Regions from separate parts of the Rattus norvegicus genome. Here regions 1 and 2 are each linked to region 3. Evidence: chromatin contacts called from public Hi-C data. All regions are on one chromosome and are shown on one strand. Each heading gives the region's core, a stretch centred on a gene start, on an enhancer-like site or on the middle of the called end of the contact. The rest is flanking DNA. Distances are from core to core; before and after follow the strand shown. Region 1 has its middle 330 kb from the start of Rpl21l3. Region 2 has its middle 360 kb from the start of Rpl21l3. Region 3 holds the start of Zfp703 (zinc finger protein 703).

What was found. Hi-C and Micro-C count contacts between places; a contact is called where the count stands out from the background.
Region 1: a Hi-C map of the A7r5 cell line shows a contact between it and region 3, with 2.9 times the contacts expected there. The contact joins the enhancer-like site here to the promoter of Zfp703 in region 3. A contact is called at or near these places in 1 of 12 Hi-C or Micro-C datasets (the A7r5 cell line) and 1 of 1 datasets of contacts at active chromatin or transcription factors (oligodendrocytes).
Region 2: a Hi-C map of psoas muscle shows a contact between it and region 3, with 2.6 times the contacts expected there. The contact joins the enhancer-like site here to the promoter of Zfp703 in region 3. A contact is called at or near these places in 1 of 12 Hi-C or Micro-C datasets (psoas muscle) and 1 of 1 datasets of contacts at active chromatin or transcription factors (oligodendrocytes).

Annotation. Positions count from the first base shown.
Region 1 is chr16:72,152,750-72,157,257 of GRCr8, forward strand. No RefSeq gene overlaps it. Among named protein-coding and RNA genes, the nearest start is that of Rpl21l3, 330 kb to the left of the region's middle. Within about 2 kb of position 1,727, at least 3 of the 93 cell types and tissues checked have an H3K27ac peak or open chromatin away from gene starts, as enhancers often do. A contact at or near this core is called in the A7r5 cell line, where this site is marked.
Region 2 is chr16:72,183,991-72,188,427 of GRCr8, forward strand. No RefSeq gene overlaps it. Among named protein-coding and RNA genes, the nearest start is that of Rpl21l3, 360 kb to the left of the region's middle. Within about 2 kb of position 2,146, at least 8 of the 93 cell types and tissues checked have an H3K27ac peak or open chromatin away from gene starts, as enhancers often do.
Region 3 is chr16:71,781,577-71,785,743 of GRCr8, forward strand. It overlaps Zfp703 (zinc finger protein 703), which reads right to left and starts at 1,934. Exons shown (of 2, transcript NM_001109425.2): 1 at 1,660-1,934; 2 at 1-695. The coding sequence starts at 1,905.

The sequences.
Region 1 (4,508 bases), core at 477-2,976, 370 kb after region 3:
GGTGGTAATAAAAACACCTTTACACAAACACAGAGGTCATGGTCACACAGCTGCCCTCACAGTAAAGCATTTCCGAATACTAATAGTTTTCATTTAATGCAAAACCTGGGTCAAAGGGAAGAGCTTAAGGTGACCTGAGGTACCCCTCTAGATTACTCTGCTTTATAAGTGCAAAAAGAACAGAGCAGGCTAAGTGACTTGGGTCCTCTCAATCGGTGTTGAAGGCAGGGAAACAAAGAACTTCAGACCGCTGGAAACAAGTCTATGATGTCAACGTTGTGTCCTGAACCGCCAAATCCTCGAGAAAAGCAAGAATGAGAGGTTACCCCTGGATGAGCAATGTCGCCAACCATCCTGCTACCCTGCCCTCAACAGTCTCTCATGAAGCATAGAGAGCAACTTTCCTGTGTGTCATCAGGAGGAAAATTTTGAGCAATAGGTCAGTCATCATTTATGAGCGCCAGCCATAAAGCCATGTACTTGTCCACCCCTCTTGTTACAAGTTACATGCTCAATGGAAGCTCAGGGGGGCACGGATAGAACACCAACACCTGAGTTATTCTGTTTTCTATTGCGCTGACCAAGTGCTTGAGGTCGGTTGACTTGTAAACAAAAGAGGCTTGCTTAAGATGCAGATCTGAAAGTCCAGAGACCTGGTTCTGGCATTGCTTGGCCGCAAGTCCTTCAGGTGGATGGTAAGGATATGTGTAAATGGCAGGGTAGAAGATGATTTTCTGTACAATACATCTGTAGTTGCCAACCCAGATCTCATACTTCAAGACCTAATCCACCCAGTCAGAGAGACGTGAATTCTTTTGTGAGGATAGTGTTACAATCACTAAATTACCTCTCACTAGGACTCCCTTAAAAAGCCCACCATCTCTTGATGCCACTGCGCAGGGATCAACCCAGGATGTGAAATTTCCATGGAGACACACCTGCCCAAACCATAGCAAGAACTCAGACAAACACTAGACCCATAGTTCTCAACCTGTGGGTCGCGACCCCCTGTGTCCAAGGACCCTTTCACATGGTTGCAGAGATCCTGCATAGCAGATGTTTACATTATAATTCATAACAGTAGCAGAATTAGTTATAGAAGAGCAATGTAAATGATTTGATGATTGGGGGTCACCACCACATGAAGGACTGTGGTGATCCTCATGAGGATCCCAGCATGAGGAAGGTTGGCAACCACTGGTCTAGATACACACTCTCAAAACTTCAGTCTTTTTCATGCTAAAAGAATAGCATGCACTTCGATGTGAAATCGTAAGGGGGCGCTCCGAACAAGCGAGCCCCAGAGTAAGGCCCAAGGCATCTTGGGAAGGCTGGTGCTTATTTTTATAAATGATGGATCTAAAGCCCCAAGAGGTTTAGTGGCTTTCTGAAGAGCACATGGCTAGCTCTAGAGGCGGGGACTTCTAGATCTGCTTTCATTTTTTTTTTCTCTCTAAAGCAGTCTGCTGGAGTACATTCTAGAGATAGGTATGGACAGCACCCTACCATCCCACAGCCTTTGACCTCTAATATCGCCAGTTTGAAATGGAGAGAAGCGTGGGATATTTCACAACAACCGATTTTTAGTCTCTTAAGCATCTCTGTGACCATGAGCAGTTCACCACAACTAACAATTAAACCACCCCCTCGGTGTTCTGCCTGGCTTATGTGGCTGTGATGAAACTGGCCAAAATCAACCCCGGGAGGAAACGGTTTGTTTTAGCGGTTACACTTCCGGGGCACAGTCCATCAGGGAGGAAATGGTTTATTTTAGCGGTTACACTTCCGGGGCACAGTTCATCAGGGAGGAAATGGTTTATTTTAGCGGTTACACTTCCGGGGCACAGTTCATCATTGAGGGAAGTCAGGCAGGGATACGTGGAGGAGTGTTCTAAGCTTAGTGCTCTGTTGCTTCTGACCTGCTCAGCTATGTTTAGTATATAGCCCAGGCTAAGTCACTTAAAGGGTATAATTGTTCAGTTAACAATCGACAAGAATGCCTCACAACATCCTCACAGGCCGATCTGTCTGAAGCAGCTCCTCAACCGAGGTGACTCTAGCTGGTGCCAGTTTGTGACAATAGAAGACTAACTGTCTCACATGGAAAACTTGTTATATGGATCTCCTCACAAAAGTAAGAGGAAGTGTTTTGTGAGCGGCTTTGGTGAAGAATGTGGAAGCTGTGTTAAAGGTGTTCGCAGGCCACCCTCAAAGGTTAGGGAGAACCGTCTCCTTGTGGGATTTCTACTCATCCTAATCTGTCAAAACCCAACCTCATGTTTAGCACTGGAGGCTTTGAGGCTAGATGAAATCCTGACATGCATCCTCCATGATGCACCCAAGCCCTATCTACATTTCCGACCTACCATCAGCTAGACACCTGGAAGAAGAGAAGGCCTTGCCTTTCACCTTTTGTTCCTAGGCAACATCCAAGAGTTATGGGCGTTCGGTTCCCCGCAAGAAAGAAACATTATCGCCATCCTTGAAGGATGAGGTGTCCCGAATGGCACAGGACTGAGCAGTGCTTTTTCTCCGTCTTTCTGCCGGAATTTAAGAGGCCCCCAGAGCAGCTGGGTTTATTAGGACCCATAAGAGCTGTGCTATAACCGGGACACGGGCGGCCGTAAACCTGTACCTTGAAGTTTGCAACAAATCCTGAAGTGGGGAACTAGGACGAGCTCTTGTCTCTGTCAGCAGAAAAAAATAAAATAAAATAAAGGGAGAAATGCAACTCCAGCAGAAAACAGACCTGAGAAGGGAAGGCAGGAAGAGTGAGAGAGCGCGGCTGCAAGAGTGAGAGAGCGCGGCTGCAAGAGCGATGCCAGCAATGAGGCTAAAAGCAACCATCAGGACATAAAAAGCAGACAGCCTGTGGGAACCTCCCTGAACAAGCCCAGGGAAAGGCGCCTTCGCGGAAAGACAAACCTGGCTCATGCACAGCGGGTGGATTGGGGGAGGCGGGTATTAGAAATAAGCACACACAGACACACACATGCATGCACATGTACACATATACACACATGTGCATAACCAGAGGAGCAGATAAGCTGCACGGAGGAATGCAGATCGTGGCTAAACAATAAAAGACATCCAAGGGCCTTCTCTGAAGTCATCATGGACCGCAGCCTCTTGGAAAGAGATGGATGTTTTTGCATCCGTTGTCCTGTGCTGCTTCTTAGATGGCCTACCTGAATTTTCCCTGAACACCCAAGGTTACTTTAAGACTGAACAAAGACCAGGGATTTTGCTGACTTTTAAAAAAGAGCAGAGCAGGATGTGAAGACAATGGGCTCTGGTGGCAGCTCACTCACACTTGGTGACAGTAGTCATGCAGGGCTCACTGCGCAGGCACCCCTCTCCCCAAGAGTCGTTGGCTAGTGCCTTCCTCCAGGGACAAAGAAGAACCTTCCTGGGGAAGCAGGAAGAAAATCATGTATACCTACGAAGTTCTTGTTTGTCTCCCAGCCCACACGCCTTGCATGGTAAGCCCCATTACTTGATAACACAATTTCCTCATGATCAGAACCCCAATCATAAATCGGATGATGACTTATCCTTGTCTCTTGGGCATTTTGTTGGGTCCAACGCTTAAGGTTGTTGGGGCCTTTGGGGAAACTGATTTTCCTAATTCAGGGACAATGAAATTCAAAGACTTCCTTCTGCTTTCTTCTTTCCTGGAACATGGTCAGGATACCTGGAGCTGCAGGGGCCACCCGTGACCATGTTCTCAAAGAGGTTAGGCGGAAATAGAGGTGGGAAACAGCTAACACTAAATAATTCTAAGGCAGACATTTTGAAAACAGACCCTGTACCTCGGACCAGTTGACTTCTGTTATGTGAGAAAATAAACACTTCTTTAAGTCACCCTGAGTTGAGCTTTTAGTGCTTACAGGCAAACTCAATCTTCCCAGAACATTCAGGTAAGAAGGATTTGACACCACCTTGTTTTAACTTCTAACCTTCCTGCTGATTCTTTCCAGCTAATGAAACTTAGTTGCTGAAGTGTTAAATAACCCCCGCCATTCATGACGTAAAACTGAATGGCTTGGGTTGGATGTAGGTAAAGCCTCAGCTTCCGGTGGCCCAGGCTGAGGGCCCAGCCTGCTCCGTCTTCCGTTGACCCTCTGCTACCCCGTGCTTAACTCTCCTAGATCTCAGACCACATCTGCCTCTGCTCAGTGTGTTCTTGTTTGACATCTTCTCTGCTCTAGAATGAGTTAAATTTTTTATTGATTTATTTTTCTTTCTTTTTTTTTTTTTTTTTGTGAGTGTGTTGGGAGGAAGAAGAGGGAAAATAAATTATACATCTCCCAAGATACGATCTGTAGTTAATTCTTAATTAGGACTGACAGATGCTTCCCCCATAATCCCATTCCCAACATGTTCTGTTTGCTTTGTTTGGTGCTGGAAGATGTATTGTGACACAGTAATGACCTTTGTAAGCTTGTCCTGGAAGTGTTATTGGCATTCTAATGATTTATTGCAGGTTCCAGTTGATTACAGAGCCA
Region 2 (4,437 bases), core at 896-3,395, 400 kb after region 3:
ATGAAAAGTTTAAGAATAAGTTTAAAATATTCAAAAGAATAAAACTTGAAAAAAATCCAAGTGCAATCAGAATCTTTAATGTGGGGTGCTAAACCCAAAATCATCAGGAGAGACTCCTCAAATCTCTGGCTGTGGCTTGGTCCTAGCCTAAAGAATCCAAGACCTCTGATGAATTTAAGGTCTAGATTCATGTTTAGGACCTGATCTGAGCTGGGGGGCATGGGAGGGTATCGTTCTGTTGATGAACTAATGGCAAACATTCAAGTCCTTAACTCCTCAGAAGCCTTATGAGGTCCATGGAGTTTTGAACCTGCTATAGCTGAAGCTGCAGGGAGAGAGGAAGACTTTTATGCAATGGCACCCTAGACTTGTAGAACTTGTCATCTGCTTGCTTGGGACAGATTGTTCAGCTCAGAGCTGCAGCATATATCTTGGTGTACAGTACATATCTAGGTATATGGTTTAGAGAGCAGAGTCTGTCCTCATTCTTAACAAAGGATTAGAATTGGTGGTCATCATTTAGAGACATTTTCCAGAGGGTGTATGGCTTCTTGTTCTGTTCTTCTCATCTTTTTGATAGAAAGTTAGTTTTCCAAACTCGCCTGAATAATCTGTACCTCTTCACGCTGGCGTGGAATCTAAACTGTCTGTATGGCTCAGTATGGCCAGTAGAATGTGACAAACTGTGACCCTGTACTAGACCTGGTGGCTTTTACCTCCACATGATTTTTTGAGTTTTCAGGTGCCAGGTTGGAAATCTAACTACTTTGTAGAACTCTCCACATGAAGAGACCATATGGAGAAGTCACATGAATGCATGATCTACCTGAGGGAAAGGCCCAAGCTTCTACCTTACTCAGCTGAGTCCAGCCCTCCTGTCTTCTACCCTCAGGCACCAGATCTGTGTATTAGCTTAAAAGGACCCTGTAGTCCAGTCTAGTCACCAAGATGACCACAGCCCCAAGTGGTCCCAACGGTCACACTGGAAAGAACAACCATGAATACCAATTCACAAAACAAGTAAACTATTACATGCTGTGGTGATTTGTTGCAGACCAACATGACCAAAAGCAGATCTCTAAAGTCAAAACCATTCGATAAGAATGGATGCTTTCGGGGTTGGGGATTTAGCTCAGTGATAGAGCGCTTGCCTAGCAAGCACAAGGCCCTGGGTTTGGTCCCCCAGCTCCGAAAAAAAGAAAAAAAAAAAAAAGAATGGATGCTTTCTGAAATTACACTGTAAAGGCCAGGATGGAAGTCTCCTCTTGAACCCAGCTAATGACATCTTGTCCTTCAGTAAGCACCGGCCAACAAGAGAGACATACAGGGTTAGTATAATGCAATGGATAAAAAGAATACCATGTGGGGGCAGCAGTGGTGATAGATCATGTTTCTATCTCTAGATTATGTTCCGTCTAATCCACAGCTTGCCCATGCAGTGATGAGGGTACCATTCCTGCACAGCCAGGAGGACAGCAGAAAAGTGGGTATTGAGAGCTCAGCCCTCCCCAGGCTGAAACCAGCTCCCAGTGGGCCCCCTCAATGATGATGAAACTGACTCAGGGTGATGTAAAGTGGGCCTCCTGTCCAGCACCCGATCTTTCCGGGCAATTATTTGGAAGTAATGAAACTGAATGCATGACATTTAAAAAGAAACCCCTCTGTCAGCAGGAATGCTGCTACAGTCTCCGACACCTCTGAGAATACACTTAGCTTGAAATAATGTTCATTTTAGCCAAGTTGTAAATTACAAGTGTGTCAGGGTCCAGGGGGATTTATTACCATTTGGAAAGAGGTTACCGGGCTTGTGCGTGGCTGCTCATACGGTGCCCATTACAAAATGGCTGTGCTGTGAAGATCGCAGCAAGGGAAAAAGTACGTTTCTTGTTTCTTTTCTGATCCTTTTCATTTCTCTTTCACGGCTCCTCTCTGGGGACTTCTTGTTGCTCGTGTCTCACAGAAACACCAGTAATAAAGGGCACAATGTCGCAATCTGCTTTTCTAATTGCTGCTTGGATTTGATCTGACATCATGAATGACAAATGACAGCCAGTCTGTTGATGAGTGGTTTGGCTGGATATCAGCCTCCTTGGGTCAAGGGAGGGCAGGAAAGCTGGTTGTACTCAGCTGCTTGGACTCGGCAGGGAGCCCTGGAATGGAGTGAGACTTGGATCCTAGAACAGGCCTGACTTTTCACTGCCCTGCCCTTCCCAGTGTTAAACTGGAGGATTGATTTGGGAAACAGACAATTGGGAGGAGGACGAGGAGGCTATATATTAGCGAGCTTTACATTTCTGCAACAAAATACCTGGCATTTAGCTTATAACGAGAGGGGTTTGTTTAGTGTCTAGCGTTGAGGTTCAAATTCAAGACGATGGCCTTGTGGGTGTGGACTCTGACGAGCGGAGGGCTGGGTTGGCAGGATTGGTCATATCATGAATATCGTGAGCAGAGGAAAGTGGGGGAATAAAGAAAACTGGGTCCCCACAGGGTCCTTTGGGGCAAGTCCCCAACAATCTTGGACTTCTCCCTAGACACTGCCTCTTAAGAGCCCATAGCACCACCCTGTGCTTCCGCTGTGGGAATGAAGCCTTTATACCCACATTCAAGCCACACCAGGAAGGGAAGTCATGTTGGCACCCATATTTCAACCACTCCACTTTCCTTTCTTGTTTTTTGGGGGATCAATAGTCCTAAGCAAGAGTAAAGCCACAGGGGCTTTAGTTTTAAACAACCCTTTTCCTTGGCCAGGATGGGGTATGTGTATGAAATAGAGGGAAGCTCTCTCCTCTTGGCACACAAAGGCCAGAACTTGAGTCCAGTTTCAGCTATGGCTCTCTGTGTGACCTTCAGCTCCATGATGATGGTAGAAACCCACAAAGTCTTTCCTTCTGCTCCAGCCCCAAGCACTGCTTGTTGAAGGGTCCTTTGGGGAACACTTAGTCGAGCATCTTACTAAGGAGCAGTACTTGGCACACTGTGATAGGTAGGCTGTAGCATTGCAAACACTGGAAATGGGGTAGGCACCACGATTTGATTGAATAATATATTGGCTTTCTATTGCTGTCTAACAAGTTACCATGGCTTAACCTCATGCCCATTTATGCAAGTGAATCTTTTTTTTTTTTTTTTTTTTTTTTTTTTTTTTTGGAGCTGGGGACCGAACCCAGGGCCTTGCACTTGCTAGGCAAGTGCTCTACCACTGAGCTAAATCCCCAACCCCCTCATGCCCATTTATAATCTCAGTTCCTGGGACAGGAGTCCAGGCCTGAGTTATCTGGTATCTGGGTCCTCCACCAGTTTCTTCCTGGGCTAAATCAAAGTGTCTGTAGGGCTGTGATACTAGCTCACGCTTAGGGTCCTCTTTCAAGCTTATTGAGATGTTGGTAGAACCTGTGTGTGTGTGTGTGTGTGTGTGTGTGTGTGTGTGTGTGTGTGTGTGTGTGTGTGTGTCTGTGTGTCTGTGTGTCTGTGTGTGTGTGTGTATGTCTGTGTGTTTCTGTGTCTGTGTTTGTGTGTATCTCTGTGTGTGTATGTGTGTGTATGTCTGTGTGTATGTGTCTGTGTGTTTATGTGTGTGTATATCTCTCTGTGTGTGTCTGTGTGTGTATGTCTGTGTGTGTGTCTGTGTATATATGTGTGTGTATGTGTGTATATCTCTCTGTGTGTGTCTGTGTGTGTATGTGTGTGTATATGTCTGTGTGTGTGTCTGTGTATATATGTGTGTGTATGTGTGTGCATATCTCTCTGTGTGTGTCTGTGCGTGTATGTGTCTGTGTGTGTGTCTGTGTATATATGTGTGTGTATGTCTTTGTGTGTGTGTGTGTGTGTCTGTGTGTATGTCTTTGTGTGTGTGTCTGTGTGTGTGTGTCTGTGTATATATGTGTGTGTATGTGTGTGTATATCTCTCTGTGTGTGTCTGTGTATATATGTGTGTGTATGTCTTTGTGTGTGTGTGTGTGTCTGTGTGTCTGTCTGTGTGTGTGTCTGTGTGTGTGTGTCTGTCTGTGTGTATGTCTCTCTCCCTGTGTGTGTGTGTATGTCTCTGTGTGTGTGTTTGTGTGTCTGTGTGTGTGTTTGTGTGTATGTGTATGTGTCTGTGTGTGTATGTCTCTGTGTGTGTGTCTGTGTCTGTGTGTGTCTCTGTGTGTGTATGTCTGTGTGTGTGTGTGTCTGTGTCTGTGTGTGTCTCTGTGTGTGTATGTCTATGTGTGTGTGTGCCTGTGTGTGTCTCTGTGTGTGTCTGTGTCTGTGTGTGTCTCTGTGTGTGTATGTCTCTGTGTGTGTGTGTCTCTGTGTGTGTGTGTGTGTCTGTGTGTGTCTGTGTGTGTATGTCTCTGTGTGTGTGTCTGTGTCTGTGTGTGTCTGTGTGTGTGTGTGTGTGTGTGTGTGTGTGTGTGTACATGCATTGTGCTCCCTGAAGTATTCACATGGGCT
Region 3 (4,167 bases), core at 684-3,183:
GAGGGCGGTAGTGGAAACACCGAGTGGCCTGGTTTGTAGGGTGACACTGGGGCCACGTGGCCCGCCCCCACCAGGGCGGAGGGCGGTTCGGATTTGCGCCCTGATGCGGTGGCCTCCGGGCCACCGTGAGCCGAGTCCCCGCTGCTGCCTCGGCTTCCAGCGGCTGGCTCGGGACTGGGTTTGGCTTCCTGGTCTTTCTTGTCCAGTTCCCCGCCGCCGCCGGCCCCGCCGCTGCCGCTCTTGCAGTCTGAGTGGTGTGGGGAACCTCCGCGGGAGCCGCCCGGCGAAGACGAGTTTGACGAGGTGGAGACCGCTGCTCCATGCGGGGGAAAGGGAGGGCAGGCGGCGCTGGGGACCCTGAAGCCAGCCTTGTCTCCCGGGGATGAGGAGGACGAAGAGGTGGTGGAGGACACCGACGAGGAGCCGCCGTCTTTGCGGGAGTCGCCGCCGCCGGAGCCCTTAGAGTAGGGCTTGAAGCTGGACTTGTCCTCCGCCGGGGAGTCCCCCAGCTGCTTGAGCGCCGCGGCCGCAGAGGCGGCGCCGGGGGCGGAGCGGCTCGGGTCTTTCTCGGATCCCAGCCCGTTGGCCGCCGCCGCCGCCACGGAGTTGAGCTTGGACGAGGGCGGCGGGTCGGGCTTGCCGATCTGCGAGCAGGTCTGGGCTAGCAGAGCCAAAGGACTCTTCTTGGCGTCCAGCTGCGGGAGACAGTGGCAAGGGGGAATGAGAAGACGGTGAGAATAGGAGACCCACCAAGTGCGCAGGGAGGCAGAGTCAGGCACCGGGGGAATGACGGGGGCCTAGAGAAGAGGGTCACCCAAAGAGGGCCTGGCTCTGGCGGAGCAGCTGGGCAGAATGGCACTAGCCTTGTGGGTTAGTCCCTGAGTGTGTCATGGGCGCTGGCGCGCAGGAGAAACGACTCAACAACGGCCCTCCCAGATAAAGATGACTTCGCTGTAATCGGGGTGGTGATTCTCCCCCCTTTTTAATCTAATTTTCCCATCTTTTTGGCCCAGGGAAAAACTTAAGCCTTTAGTTTGGGAGAACTTCGTTTGGGACGGGTTTCTGGTGATGGCGCTCGGGGTAAGAGTAGGGAGAGGCGCCTTCTAAAGGCAGAGCCGCAGTTGGCCCTGTGAGTAGCCCCTCCCTCTCTCATTCCCTCTCTCCCTCCCTCCCTCCCTCCCTCCCAGGGAGGACACCCTGAGAAGTAGGGTGAAGAAAGACCCAGGATCGCGAGTGCCTGGTTTTCTGCACTGTGCCCCACCAGGCCGCGGAAGATGCAGAGGGACACCTCTGGCTTCCAAGAGAACAGATCGGGGTGGAGGCGAGGGAGGTCCAGAAGCAGTCTTTGGACAGGACTCTAAGGGGCCACAGAAAAAGTAAAGGACTCTGGGCACCACAAGAGCAAATCCAGCCCTATAGAAAACATGCAGCTCCAAAGGGCGAGTGGGCAAAAACCTTCCACCCAGGAGTCTAGGGAGAACCTGGAGGGGTCTGATTCCTGCCTTCCGTCCCTCCTCAGGAGCTCCGCCAGCGTGGCCAGCTTCGGGCCTCTCGTCCCACTGAGCTACTGGGGGCGGGGGGGGCAGGGAGCAGAGCCAAGGGCCCAGCATGGGTGGAGGAGTGGGTTCAGTTCTAGGTGGGCAGCGCCGGGAGACTGACCTCAATGGGGCTGACGGGAGTGGAGGACAGCGGTTGCAGGTACTCCGGGTGCAGGAGGTGACCGGTGTGAGCGCTCAGCATCTTCAGGACCCTGATAGGGAGCCGGTTCGCCTGGCGCAGGGGGTCCGCCGGGGGCAGGAGGGACACCACTGCCGGCACCGCCGGCCTCTTCCCGCCGCCGCCGCTGCCGCCGCTGCCGCTGCTTTCGGGTGTCCTTGGGTTAGATCCAGCGGGCGAATCGCTCATTTGGAGGAGGCAGCGCCACTGGGGGGGCGGGGAGGGAGGGGAAGCTCCGGGAGGCGAGCTCCGGGGGCGGGTGGGCTCGCTCCGCTGCGTCGAACGCCGTGCAGCAGCCGCTGCGCCTCCGTGCCGCCTCCCCTCCTCCACCGCCGCCGCCGCCGCCGCCGCCGCCGCCGCCGCCGCCGCCGCCGCCGCCGCTAGCCCAGGCGAGCAACACAAAAACCTTCGCCTTCCGCGAGCTGCACGTCAAATAGCCGCGATCTGCAGCCACACTTCAAAGGGATCGCCGCGCCCGCCCAATCGCAGCTCTCTCCCGGACCCCGGGGCGGGGAGAGCGGAGGGCGGAGGCGGGCGCCGCCGGTGGGCGGGGAGAGTCTTAAAGCGCCCTAGCCCGTCGCCGCCTCCCGGCCTTCGCCGCGCGCTGGATCCGCTTTCCTTTGCGGGTTGTGCCCAGCTGCCCTAGCCAACGGGTCACACAAGGGATGGGACTTCTGGACACGGGCTCTGCGCCCTCTCCTGCGCTGGCTCTCCTGTTGCCCGCTGCTTCCCACTAGTGTCTAGGGTGGAGACCGGAGTGGGAACGCACGGCGCCTGCTCCGGTCCTAGGATCCAAGCCTCTCCCCGGGGCCGCCTGGGGGCGGACTACGCCTCGGGAGCTCGGCCGGTTCTCCGAGCTGCTTCGGCCGGTTCTCTTTCCCCTAATTGGCTTCTCCCGGATGTGTTCACTTGGAAGCACCGAAGCCTTGGGGGCATCCACTATTCCCTGGGCGCTGCCTGGACCCTTCCAACTACTTTGAGCTTGTCCAGTCAGACTGCAAATTGAAAGACTCCCTTCCAGGAGGGATGGTCTAGGTGAAGCGTGGTTGAAGGTTGCCTCCCTTGGCAAGGAGCGCTGCCTCAAAGCTCCTGGGACGCCCCGGGGGCGCCCTGAATTATTGATCGTGTTTAGGTGTGTTTCAGGGTTCTTGTCCCGTTTAAAGTCGTAAAGCTACCTCACCCTGCTGTGACGAGCTGCTGCTTGGCGGCGGCGACGTGGTTAGGAGTCGCATCAAAGTAGAGGCCGGTATCCTAGAGGAGGGGGGGGTGTCTCAGCACTGCAGAGTGATACAAACTCCAGAGACTGCTCTTGGTTTTTCCCCCAGGGAAACTTCGAAATAAAACTTTTTTTTTTATTGATAATAACAGTACCCTCTCGGATTCCCCCAAGCCTTCCGGAAAAAGTATGTATTTACACTTGTCAGAGATTTTTTTTTTTTAATTTTTACATAGTCATGGACCTGACCGTAAAGTTCTAGATTCTTGTCTCAATAAGCTGAGAATGGTGCTTTGTGTCCCAGCTCTGGAGTGACCACTTTTGCATGCCCTCAGTGGCCAGTGGAGGCGCGCTGGTGTCGCCATTCCTTTTGAATACCACTTTCCAGTTGTGATTTCTCAGTCACTCTGACCATCAAGTTCTGTCTTTGTATTGTGTTTGTGTTGCCCAGGACTATGTGGTTCTGAGTGCGTGGTGCTGACCCACGGTTTTTTGTTTTTTGTTTTCTTTTTTTCCTTTTTCCCTTTTTTCTTTTCCCTCTGACTCTGGTACCAATGACTCAACACAACGTGAGAACAAGAACTTTCAAAGGAATCTTCAAAGTGAGAGAAATAACTACTCATAGAACAATCATAAACTTTATGATGCTCAGGAAAGAGGACGGACGGACAGACGACGGCAGGCAGCTTTCAAGGCCACGCCAGTCACACACTAAACTCAAACTCTCCCTGGATGCACACGGATGGATAAATCAATGTATATAGAAATTGCCTGACTGTCCCCTCCCTCATCTTTAGATCTTATAAAATGAGTTGAAAAGGAATGGCCAGAGGTGCCCTGACCCTGACGAAATGGTCCACATTGCAGCAGGAAGGGCATGGGAACAGAAAAGAGGAGGATTTTCTCATTTATTTTATGGTGCAAAGATTTACTCCCTGCCCCAGCTCCCTTAAGCTCTGCTCACACCAGCCTATGCGTTCTGACCTCACAGTCCCCTGAAAACACTTATCTTTAAAATTCTTCTTCAGGCTGGGTAGGGAGCCAGCACCCAGGAGGCTGAGGCAGGAGGGTCACGTGATGAATCTGAGACCAGCTTGGCATACCTAGTGAGTTCCAGTCTAGCCAAACAGGGCTCCAGACCCCAAACAGGGTCTACAGAGTGAGACCCTGTTTCCTAACAAAGTTCACTGCAGGGTTACTTCAAACTTACCAGGTCCTTTGGCCTTCCGGAGAAA